3 separate regions of the Mus musculus genome follow, and regions 1 and 2 are each linked to region 3. The links are chromatin contacts, called in public promoter capture Hi-C maps. All regions are on one chromosome and are shown on one strand. The core of a region is the stretch at or near the end of the contact, and the rest is flanking DNA. Distances in the headings are between cores, read along the strand shown. Region 1 overlaps Ndc1 (NDC1 transmembrane nucleoporin). Region 2 holds the start of Zyg11a (zyg-11 family member A, cell cycle regulator). Region 3 holds the start of Magoh (mago homolog, exon junction complex core component).

Region 1 (4,089 bases), core at 1,386-3,885, 490 kb after region 3:
TCCTCTAAGCACTGTCAAATGAACTCACCATCTGCACTTTACCTCGTCAGTCTACCCAGTCTGCTCTGCGTCCCTATTTTAACTACTAACAAAACACATCATACTTATGGAAAAGATGGGCAAGGAGAAAAATGCTAAACATAGCTACCTCACACATGCAATTAGCCAGGAACTAACTACTGTCACTTCCCTAGGAAACGGATACATTCCCCTTTGTGTAGGACTAGGAGTCACCTGCAGAGCTCAGTTTCTTGGGTTCCACTGAGTATGATGAATACATCCTCCCATTTGTAGCAGCAGCTTCTTGGTAGAGAACCAGTTTCTGAGTCATATCATTTAAAAGATTCAAACACTCCCTCGAAATAGCAGTCCAATTGTGGGGATGTCCACCTACGGTAGCCAAACAACACCTATTAAAATATAAAAAAACCCATATTCTCTTCCCAAAGCTTGGGGCAGGGGCAGTCAGCAAGAAAACCCACTTTCTCAGTTAAGCTATTATTGTTACTCAAGCCACCTAACACAGCAATTTAAGAACTACTTGGCTGAATCAATTTGCTCAAAAGCCTGCAAGCAAAACTTTGGATTTTACTCTTAAATTAGTTGCCAAAACTAAGCCAAGGACTAGGCCATATTTTTTTAAGACCAGAATTACTTCACTAGCAATGCTTAAGATTGTTAAGTCTGTGAAAAATGAACCAGGGCAGTGAAAGCTAGGATGCATAACGGTACCTCCAGGGGATGCTATACTACCTGCCTATTCACGGGGTTTCCTTACATGTCCATTTATAGGAGCTCCTCCCAATTAACAGTTGCACAAACATCCAAGAAGAAATCATTCTTACATTTTAAACAGCTATTCTGAACAGCATGACATAATCCAGCGCTGCTCCATAACTGACTCCCAGGACATTTAACCACCCTCACGTCTAACACACTCATGCTAGCAGCCACTAACTTACCCTCTAAGCAATCCACAGCAGCACAACCTTGTTCTCAAACATCCCTACTTTATGTGACAATGGCCCCACTGCACCAGAGATGGTGGCAACTTCATCATAGTACATTATTATAACTGCTGTATTTTCTTCTTATTGCTGCTCATCCCTATGGTGTTTAATTCATACATTTCATCATAGGTATACAGGTATATATGCATTAGGAAGCAACAGATACAGAGTTCACCACCATCCACAGTTTTAAGCACCATTGAGTATCTTGGAACACGTTCCAAGATAAATAAAGGAGAGACTATGTGTAAGAGCCAATATCCACACCAGGTATGCTGGTGCAGCCAGGTGGATCTCTGAGTTTGAGGCCACAGAGCTAAGTCCAGGGCAGCCATGTAGCCATGTCTCAAAAGTTTAAAAAAAGCAGCCAGCATTTGTTATGCTGTCTCTAGGAGTGGCTTGGCTGTTTGACAATGACCTTTACTCTTTCTAATTTTTTTTTTTTTTGGTTTTTTTTTTTTTGAGACAGGGTTTCTCTGTATAGCCCTGGCTGTCCTGGAACTCACTTTGTAGACCAGGCTGGTCTCGAACTCAGAAATCCGCCTGCCTCTGCCTCCCGAGTGCTGGGATTAAAGGCGTGTGCCACCACGCCCTGCTCTCTTTCTAATTTTTAAAATCTATTTTAAACTTTAGTATATTTAAAAAAAAAAAAAACAAAAAAGGCGCTGGGCGTGGTGGCGCACACCTTTGATCCCAGCACAGGAGGCAGAGGCAGGAGGATTTCTGAGTTTGAAGCCAGCCTTGTCTACAGAGTGAGTTCCAGGACAGCCAGGGCTACACAGAGAAACGCTGTCTCAAAAAACAAAAACAAACAAACAAAGGCAAAAAATTCATACACCAAAATTAAGCACACACAACTCTACGATTCAATTTTTCATACTTAGAGATCTTATATATGGGCCATTATGTTATTTAACATGAACTAATAGTTCTCATTCTTAAAGAAAAACAAACAAACAAACACCCTCACCTGTCTTTGATTCCCAAGCCCTTTGCCTATTAAGAGTTGTCACATGTGCCATGGCGTGCTAAGAACAGCAGAAGGCACTGTAAACTCCTCCCATCTCATGTCACTCAGCCCCTCATCACACAGATCCCTCTGAAACACACTCCTTTCCTACCACGTGCAGGGACCGTCGCCTAACCAGCAAGCACACACAAGATCCTCATCAGACTGAGATGCAACTCCGGACAGCTAGGAGCTGTGTGATATTCTAATTAACCTTCAATCACATGCCCCAGAGCAGGCCTCTGGCGAAGCACATGCTATTTTGTAGTTGCTTGAATAACAAAGTGCAGAAGAAGAGCCCAAGTGTGACAGAAAGCCCAAGTGTGACAGAAAGCACAGCGGCCTCGTTTTCTCCACAACCCAGCACTGGATTTCTCAGCGCTAAAAAGAAAGCAGCTCTGATCAATTATATTTTTATATAACTGGGTTTCATTTCCACATCACATTTAACTACAGATGATCTTTTTACAGTCTGGGAATTGGCAAGCTTTGCAAAATGATTGAGAGCTAATTAGAAAGCAGATGAAAGGTTACCCAGGCCCTTTCTTTCCCACTGGGGATAGGACTAGGCTGGACCAGTTCCACGCCAGGAACATGGTGAGAGTTCTGGCAAAGTCAGTCTTGAGCTTGTACAGTCTTGGCAAGCACAGCAGAGAACACCAGGCCTGCCAAAGTCACCCTCAGTCACTAACAAATCCAGTTTCTGGCTAACTTTTCTTCTAAGGGAGGCAGCGTAACCTAGCAGGAGCAGAGAGCTACGTCCATGGAGTCAAAAGATAAATCGGACTCCAATCCTTACTCCCATCTAGGGGAAGTCACCTGGTTTTTAAGTCCTCAATGGCATTACCAGAGCTAAGATTCCTAGGTTGAACTTTTCTGATAAGACACTTAGTACACAATTTCTTCAGGTTCAGGTATTTAAGGAGCTGAAAAAAAAGAAAAAATGAATATCTACAAATCAATGCTTTTCCCTGGTGACATAAATCTACTCAGCAGTGTCACCACTTGGGCCATGTAATATTCAGTCCAGTGTTCATCTAAGGTCTCAGAGGTGCAGTGAGGACAAACCATACCTCTCTTTCAAAGGCTCTGGGGCACTCTGAGCACGCACGAGCCCAATTAAGTCTATGACTCTCAGCAATACCTGGTTGGCTGAGACTGAAAACTTCTTGCCTCCGAGAAGGAGAATATTGAGAAAGCAGCATCAGGTCCTGTAAGGCCAAATACTAAAAGGAACAAAGAAAGACAGACTGTTAAAGCTTTAACAAAATCATATGTAAAAAGTAGGCACATAAATATCCAAGGAATCACAACTTCCCTTCTAACTCTCATGCATGCCTCTACCTCCCCACACACTCTAGGCTCTGGCTACTTACAGGAACTACAGAGCTCTGTATTTTTTTTTTTTTTTCAGGTCTGTAGGGTTAACTCCAATACCCCCTCCTCCTATAAGTTCCTGCCCCGGTCCCGCCCCCGCCCCCAGATCTGGGCCACAGCACTTGTGCCTGCTGCCTCATCTGCTTCTACTCAGCAGTGCGAGGCCCATAGGAACAGGGACATGGCCTTGCTCACTACTGCTACATCCAATGGCAGGGCCTAACACACAAAACACTCATTTTTTGCTCTTTCCGAAAAGCTACCTTCTCCTGGACAAGCCTCTTTATTTCTTCAAAGCATCAGTTCTGAGCGTCTGGTACTGGGACCAGGGGAGACGGTGGTGCCACTGCTCTTGCCAGTAGAAACCTAGCACTGTCATGTGTCTTAGTCATTGTCCTACCCAACACAACCCACAGCACCTGACAACTGACCTTCTAATAAAGATTCAGTAAGTGGCCAAACGAATGGCTAACACTTACTAGCAATTAGTGCTGCAATAGCTCATTTTCCTACTTGTTTATGCTTCTCTAGACTATGCCAAAAACACTGGGCTCCATTTCTTTTAACTGATTTTAAAGTACTAATCCAGCTGCGCACGCCAGAAGATGCCTGTTATCTTAGCACTTAGAATGTGGCTTAGGCACGAGAATTGCAAAATCAACTCCAACCTGGCCTACATAGCAGGATCCTGTC
Region 2 (3,776 bases), core at 968-3,467, 340 kb before region 3:
CAAATATGCTCTTCTCTTTTCTTTTTTCTTTTGAGATAGTTTCTCATTATTCAGAACTGTCTGTCCTGTCCTGGAACTGGAACTCTCTATGTAGAGCAGGCTGGCCTCAAACTCACAGAAACCCACCTACTTCAGCCTCCTCCTAAGTGCCAGGATTAAAGATGTGTGCCACTAAACTCTTTCTTTTTGGAGGGGGTGGGGGGGCACGCTTGGTTTTTTGAGACAGGGTTTCTCTGTGTAGCCCTGGCTGTCCTGGAACTCACTCTGTAGACCAGGCTGGCCTCGAACTCAGAAATCCACCTGCTTCTGCCTTGCAAGTGCTAGGATTAAAGGCGTGCACCACTACACCTGGCTGTTTACTTTTTAAATGACCAACAATAAATAGAAAAACAATGTCAGAATAAAGTCCTGGGGTTTCAGTGGGTAAAACACTGGCTGCATTTACCTCACAACCTGAATTTGACCCCCAGGTCCTACTGTGTATGCAGGACACAAAGACACACACACAGACATAGACACATACACACACACAGACATAGACACACACACACACCAGCAGTAACAAAACCCTGCCACAAACAAAAGACATAACATACACATATATAACTGTAAAATAAACTTTAAGAACAGAAATCCAGACAGTCTTTCAAATGCGATATATTTAGGTTTTGGGCCAGCACTCCTGACTCTTGTGTCTCCCAAATTCTGAGATTGCAGACGTTCACCACCGCCATGCCAACTTAAATCACAAATTTGAATAATGAGTCTTTGATTTATTTTGGCCCTACCCAGTCCAGAACTCACAGAGTTCAATCTGCCTCTGCCTCCCTCGAGTGCTGGGATCAAAGGCCCATGCTTTCCCAGGTAAAATCCCTTCATCCTGGCTCTTACTTCTAACCTTCAGTTTCCGCAATGGCTTGTTCTCATTCCTAAAATTCTGTTCTTGCAGTGTGCGGAGTGAGTGGTCTAACAGCCACGCCCCCACATGGCTAGCAGCCACGCCCCCGCATCGCTAGCTTTGTAGTTACTTTCAAGGACAGCTGTATACAACTCACCTTGCACCTTGGGAGGTGGAAGTGGAAGAATCAGTTCAAGGTCATCTTCAGCTATAATGCAAATTCCAGGCTGGTGAACAAGAAAACAGACCGCTGAGGGAAGCGTAGCCTGGTCCTTTGTTCTTGAAAACTAATTTTAACATTTGAATTCCTTCATCTAGCACGAGCCTGGGAAGTGCCTGAGTACAAACCTTATCTTTAGCAATCCTGGTTTCTGCCTGTGTGCTCTCACCTGATCTTACATGTAGTTGATAAAAATTAGGCTTCAGATACCCCCAGCAATCCAAGAGATTGGGCTCTCTGTCTCTGCCTTTCACCTGTCTGTCTAGGTCTCTTAACAGCATTGGCCTGGATCCGAGCAATAGTTGTATGTTAAATAAGATGGTCTTAAAGTAATGGGGGCTGAGGTTAGTTTCAAACTAGTTTTCAGAAGAAAACCTTCAACCTTTGATCCTGTTTCCACTTCCCTGTGCTCTTATAAAAATAGGTGCTGTGTTTTGTTTTTGAAATTTTATTGTGTGTGCGTGTCGTGTGTGTAAGCAGACGTTAACACTGCACTCTGTCCCCTTCCAACCAGGTTAGCAGCCTCTAGAAATATTTTGTACCGTTAATCCTCATCAAGGAGTCAAAACGTGACTGGTATCTGGGGCAAAGCCTTTGAAAATGCTTTTTAATTTGTTTAAAGCACTTAAAAATCTGGCACGTGGTAGAGCCCTGGCCTACAATGCGCTCTAGATTCCTTATCTAACTCAAAAAAAAAAAAAAAAAAAAAAATCAAGCCCTGGTGGGTGGCTACTTCTTTAATACCAGTACTTTGGAGGCAGAGGCCGGTGGACGTCTATGAACTTGGAGTTCTAGGACCAGCCAGGGCTACACAGAGAAACCTTATTTCAAAACCAAAACCAACCAAACAAAAAACAAACAAACAAAAAAACACCCCCCCCCCACAAAATACCCCCCCATAAAAAGAAGAAACAAAATAAAAATGTACAATGAGGAACGCTGTGCGTGCTATGCGAACGCCCTCGGCAGCGTGGGTCTCAGGGCGCTCGGCCTCCGAGGAGTGAATAGGAGTTGGGTGGCTGAGGCTGGAGAGCGAGGACCATTGGGCGTGCGGCGGGGGCGGGGTCGCGGCGGACCTGTGCGCGGCGTGGGGCGGCCATTCAAACGCCGGCCGACCTTCCTGAGCTCTCCTCCCGTGCCGGGCGACCTTCCTGCGCTCTCCTCCGGGGCGCCGGGGCGCGACGTCGGCGGCCGGGCTCGCGTGGGCGGCGTCGGCGTCATGGTCCATTTCTTGCATCCGTTGCTGTGGCCGCGGGCCCTCGTCCTGCCCGACGCCCAGCAGGACGCGCAGGGCCACTGCTTGGTGCAGGTGAGTGTGGCCGCCGTCCGGGCTCCGGGGCGTCCGCCCGTCGTGCAGCGCGGCCCGCGGGCGGGCGGGCTGGTGCGGGGCGGCCTCCTCCGGGCGGGCGGGCGGGCGGCGAGTTGGGCGTGACGGTTCCCTGGAAGTCGCCGGCAGGCCGGCCCGGGCTCCGGGCTCCAGGCTCCGTGGACGCCGCGTCCAGCCCTCGCGGGGTTCCTGTTCGCTGCGCTGCTGAGGAAGGCGCCCGAGTTCGAACCCCAGCCATACTGAGCCCCCCGCTGCGCGCAGGCGCCACCCCCTCAGGCTAGCCCCGCTCCTCTCCTCAGACCTCCAGCCCGCCCGGTCTCCTCAGCCCGCTCCCTTCAGATGGCCTCACCTCAGCAAGCACAGACCCGCCCCTCTCCTCAGGGCCCCGAGCCGCCTCCTCTTAGCGCCCCACGCAGCGGCTCCCCTAAGTCGCCCACCCACCTGCCCCAGGAACCGAGTGCGGAAGGCGGCGAGCCCGAGGGTGACTGGGTCTACACTAGAACTTAGTGATCTTGGATGCTCAGTACCTGGCGGGGGTGGGGTGGGGGACAGCGAAAAATACACCGGTGACAGGCAGATGTGGGTGCTGGGAACAGAGTTTCGGCCTCTAGAAGAACCCTGTGCCCTCTTTTAACCTCTGAGCCATCTCCTTAGCCCCTATTTTAATTTTATTCTGGAAATAAAATTCCACCCAAGATCAGGCTGGTCTGGAACTCACTAAGTAACTCAGGCTGGCCTTGCATTCTCAACAATACTGGGGTTACAATTACAAGCAAGTGACAGGGGACCCAGCTTCTTTCTGCTTGTCCCTGCTTACAAGACAAGCGTCTTACCAAGTGAGCTACTCCTCGGGCCTTGCAGGTTTTAACTCATATGCCTATGTATTTTTTGGGAGTTAATAAAGTTAGTTCTTTGTATATCTCCATATTTATAAAAGGAGACAACATTTGCTGAGCCATGGTGGGACACGTCTTTAATCCCAGCACTCAGGAGTTAGTTTGAGGCCAACCTAGTCTACAGAGTGAGTTCCAGGAAGCCAAAGCTACACAGAGAAACTGTCCAAAGTGGAAAAAAAGAAGTGGGGGGGGGGGGGGGACAGCATTCCCAGAACTATAACAGATTTTGCTTTGGTAATATCTATCAAGAAATGTATTCTCTACTTCATTCGGTTTATCAAATTTATTGGAATTTGAAATCTTCATGGAGTTTTTTTTTCTTTTTCGAGACAGGGTTTCTCTGTGTAGCCCTGGCTGTCTTGAAACTCATTCTGTAGACCAAGCTGACCTTGAACTCAGAAATCCACCTGCCTCTGCCTCCCAAGTGCTGGGATT
Region 3 (3,817 bases), core at 670-3,169:
TAACTATCCTCAGATTTAATATCTAGGCCATGATTTTCCTGATTGAAAGTATGGCAGAATACTTTGTCACATGGGCTTTTTATAATCAGGATTAAACAACATATTGTTTGAACGAGGTTATTCACACTCTGAACCTAGATGGGTTTCCACAGTAAAAGGAGGCAAAATGATTTGCTCATCTATGAGTACGCTGCCACCCCCATCCCCCGCCTTCTTCCACTCCCCAGTGTGTGGATCAGGAGGGGGCTCTGAGGTGGGAGAGTAGTAGTAAATGTCTATGGTTTAGCTCTAAAGAGCGTAATTCGAGGTTGAGACTTTCCCCTGATCCGTTTCCTCTTCAGAAGCAAAGTCAATGCTGTCTTCATAGTCTATGTACTAGGGACTAATATATTTAATTCTATGATAACATTTGGGAGTCACAGGTAGGTTTTCTTATCCTTTGTTTTACAGATGAAAACACAGAGACCAAGTTCAGCCAGAGAACTTGTTTTGAGGTCACATGGTCAGTATGGGGCACACCGAGGGTACAAACCAAGACACACAGATTTCAAACACTTACTAGCTTTTGATTCAGCACTGGGGGGGGGGGGGGAGTGAATCAGAGAAATAATCTAGCTGCTTAGAAATAAGTGCTCGCTTCCTACACTTCATCTTTCATTACCAGAGAGAACATAAGCAATGGGAAACCAAAGGCTAAGTCGTAGTGAAGGAAAGGTCTGTACCTCTTTCCTGATCATGACGTCATTTTTGTAATTGCTGTTGTTGGCGTATCGCAATTTACCTTCGGAAGAAAAAAGAAAAAAAAAAAAGAATGCAACGTATTAGAAAACATGAACAAAGCACCATTACCCTCCAAAGAATATGAGCTTTGCCTAAATTATATCGAATGTTTCAACCCATTTCCCAGCTGTGATAGTAGTGTTTTTGGTACTTCACTTGAAACTACTGAACAACAGAAGAAGGACCTGACAGTAAACTAGAGTCCCGGGAAAAGGCTGCCATGATGTAGCAAAAGAACACGTTCTCAGCTGTAAACAGGAATTTTAATGCTATCTTAGCTGCACAGAGAAGAACATGCTGATGTTCAACTGGGTTGGGAAAGGACTTTGAAAACTAAGGAAGCTGTATGCAAGCAAGCACTACAAACACCTGTATAGCGAGGCTCTTGACTAACATCACCCCCTACTACTGTCTCTCAGTCACCCCAGTGACCACCTGGATATGTCTGGCTCTTTGAGGTCCTATGACACTTGCTACTCCTGTAGATGCTTTTCTTCCTGTACTTCAAAAATTGATCCCTTTTCAATTACGGCTTAATTCAAATTCACACTCCTCAGACTGCTCTTTAAAAGCGACCTTACTTTTTGATCACTCCACACTACAAGAGATCGCTGTGGTTTCTTCCGGCTCTGAAACACATGTTCCACGAGAGGGGAAAATTTATTTTTGTTGCTCTGTCCCCAGACTGGAAAACAAACAGCCCATTCTCAGATGGACATTAAATCTTTGTTGAATGTAAGCAACCTGGCTTTTTAAAAAGCTACGAAGGAGAATCGCCAGCGGATGAAGAGAAAGAACCAATGAAGCCGACAAAAGAATGCCTCTTTCACGACCCAACAGCACGGTGGTCGGCGTCCCTTGCTTCGCTTCGCCACATTCCGCAGCCCGCCTTCTCTCCGCCCTCCCCGGGGCCGGTCCCACTGCCCGCAGCCGGGAGGCCGCTCTTACCGTCAGGTCGGAATTCAAACTCCAGGAACTCATGACCGAACTTGCCTTTGTGGCCCACGTAGTAACGCAGGTAAAAGTCACTCTCCATGCCTCGCAAGGGACAAGGAGGACGGAACTTTAGGAACGGATGACACTACCACGGCCTGCGGTCTACGTCTTATACTGGCGTAATGGTGGCGCGCGGAAATGACGTCTGCCACCGCGACACTAAGAGTTTCTCACTCTCCGGAGGCGGGAACGAGATTACCACGCCCCCTCCCCTAGACGCTGGGTCAAGATCGCCACGCCCCCTTGGTTGTATATCGAGAGTTCTGGAAGATCTTGGGATCCGAGAACTGCATCTGGGTTTCAGCCCAACACTGAGCGCTAGAGTCCTGTCAGGCGCAACCTCAATTTAAAGAGACAAGTGAGTCGAACGAGGTTATTCACACTCTGAACCTAGATGGGTTTCCACAGTAAAAGGAGGCAAAATGATTTGCTCATCTATGAGTACGCTGCCACCCCCATCCCCCGCCTTCTTCCACTCCCCAGTGTGTAGATCAGGAGGTGGCTCTGAGGCGGGAGATTAGTAGTAAATGTCTAAAGAGCGTAATGAGAGTTTGAGACCAGTGGCTGCATACTAAGACCCTGTCCCGAAAAATAAAGTTGGCTTTACTTAGCTGTCTTTTAAGAATGACTCCTTTCCCATTCCACAATGTTGCCTGAAACTTGCCTGCATTTAGCTAACATCCCTTTCTGCTATTTCTTTATTTTACGTGTAGGCAGAGTACTGCTACCTGATCCAGACTGACCTGAAACCACAAACCCTCCTACCTCATCCTCACGAGGGTCACCACTCATGAACGAGTTGCCTTTCATTCTTCCCTTTCAAGCTAACATGTCTAGATAGGTGTTGTGGGTCGGTTAAATGAATGTTGGATCCCTACTAGGCTTTTTTGTCTTGTTTTGTTTTGTTTTTCGAGACAGGGTTTCTCTGTGTAGCCCCGGCTGTCCTGGAACTGACTCTGTAGACCAGGCTGGCCTCAAACTCAGAAATCCACCTGCCTCTGCCAAGTGCTGGGATTAAAGGTGTGCGCCACCACCGCCCGGCTCCTACTGGTCATCTTATTTAGCAGCGATTCTCAGCCCTAGCCACATGCTGACAGAATCCAGTTTCACTGAAGCCTCTAAAAAAATACCCAGGTGAGAACTGGGCATGGTGGCCAATGCCTTTGATCCCAGCACTTCAGAGGCAGAGTGGAGTAGACCTCTGTGAGTTTAAGCCTAGACTGCTCTTTGCATAGTGAGTTCCAGGCCAGTCAGGACTACCAAGTAAGATACACACACACAAACTGAAACAAAAACGAGGTGGGTCAAATGTGGAGACCACTACCCAAGAGGTTCATTTTCAAGAGCCAAAGTTGACCTCTGTGAAAGGTCAAATTTCTGGTGCGGGAATTTTAAGGTCAAGTAGGTGAAATACGGTAAATTCTAGTCATAGAAGATTGACACACGACAGGTGTGGTGGCACATGCCTTTAATCCCAGCACTCAGGAGGCAGAGGCAGGCGGATTTCTGAGTTCGAGGGCAACCTGGTCTACCGAGTGAGATCCAGGACAGCCAGAGAAACCCTGTCTCAAAAAAAAAGAATTGACACACATCGTTACCAGAGATGTCGTCTCACCACTCTCTGCCCTGCCACTGGTTTGTTTCTTGTTCTCTGAGACAGGGTCTGGCTGTGTAGCCCTGGCTGGCCTGAAACTCACTATATTGGCCAGACTGGGCTGGGGTACAGATATCCACCTGCCTTTGCAGGACTCTAGAGGAGTCCTGGTATTAAAGGCGTGTGCCACCACCTTGCCTGGCTCCTACTGCACTTTAGAAAGATCACTTTGGTTGTCATGTAAGCCGACTGGAAAATAGGAAGGCCAGAAGTGCAATTGTTATGGAGATAGGTAGTCGTTAAGGAAATCCATGAAGGTAGTACTGTGGTGGTGATGACCCATGTGTAGGTAGTGGCTGCAAACTGGAAAATGAGTGGATTTGAAGTGAAATACCTTAACATAAAGGGTAGGTGTAATGGCTATTCCTGGTTGTCAACTTGACTATA

What was found. Promoter capture Hi-C pulls out the DNA fragments that hold promoters and counts their contacts.
Region 1: a promoter capture Hi-C map of hippocampal neurons shows a contact between it and region 3, with 3 times the contacts expected there. The contact joins the enhancer-like site here to the promoter of Magoh in region 3. A contact is called at or near these places in 7 of 39 promoter capture datasets (the 3T3-L1 cell line, the C10 cell line, embryonic stem cells and 3 more), 1 of 115 datasets of contacts at active chromatin or transcription factors (bone marrow-derived macrophages) and 1 of 9 other capture datasets (embryonic stem cells).
Region 2: a contact with region 3 is called in a promoter capture Hi-C map of stem cell-derived epiblast-like cells, with 3 times the contacts expected there. The contact joins the promoter of Zyg11a here to the promoter of Magoh in region 3. A contact is called at or near these places in 13 of 39 promoter capture datasets (the C10 cell line, the HPC-7 cell line, cranial neural crest and 10 more), 4 of 115 datasets of contacts at active chromatin or transcription factors (bone marrow-derived macrophages, embryonic stem cells and forebrain) and 1 of 9 other capture datasets (adipose tissue).

Annotation. Positions count from the first base shown.
Region 1 is chr4:107,385,752-107,389,840 of GRCm38.p6, reverse strand. It overlaps Ndc1 (NDC1 transmembrane nucleoporin), which reads right to left. Exons shown (of 18, transcript NM_028355.4): 10 at 3,164-3,245; 11 at 235-390. Among named protein-coding and RNA genes, the nearest start is that of Ndc1, 20 kb to the right of the region's middle. Within about 2 kb of position 2,635, at least 15 of the 459 cell types and tissues checked have an H3K27ac peak or open chromatin away from gene starts, as enhancers often do. A contact at or near this core is called in hippocampal neurons and liver, where this site is marked.
Region 2 is chr4:108,216,484-108,220,259 of GRCm38.p6, reverse strand. Zyg11a (zyg-11 family member A, cell cycle regulator) reads left to right here and starts at 2,217. Exons shown (of 14, transcript NM_001167936.3): 1 at 2,217-2,427. The coding sequence starts at 2,338.
Region 3 is chr4:107,877,857-107,881,673 of GRCm38.p6, reverse strand. Magoh (mago homolog, exon junction complex core component) reads right to left here and starts at 1,919. Exons shown (of 5, transcript NM_001282737.1): 1 at 1,729-1,919; 2 at 723-781. The coding sequence starts at 1,816.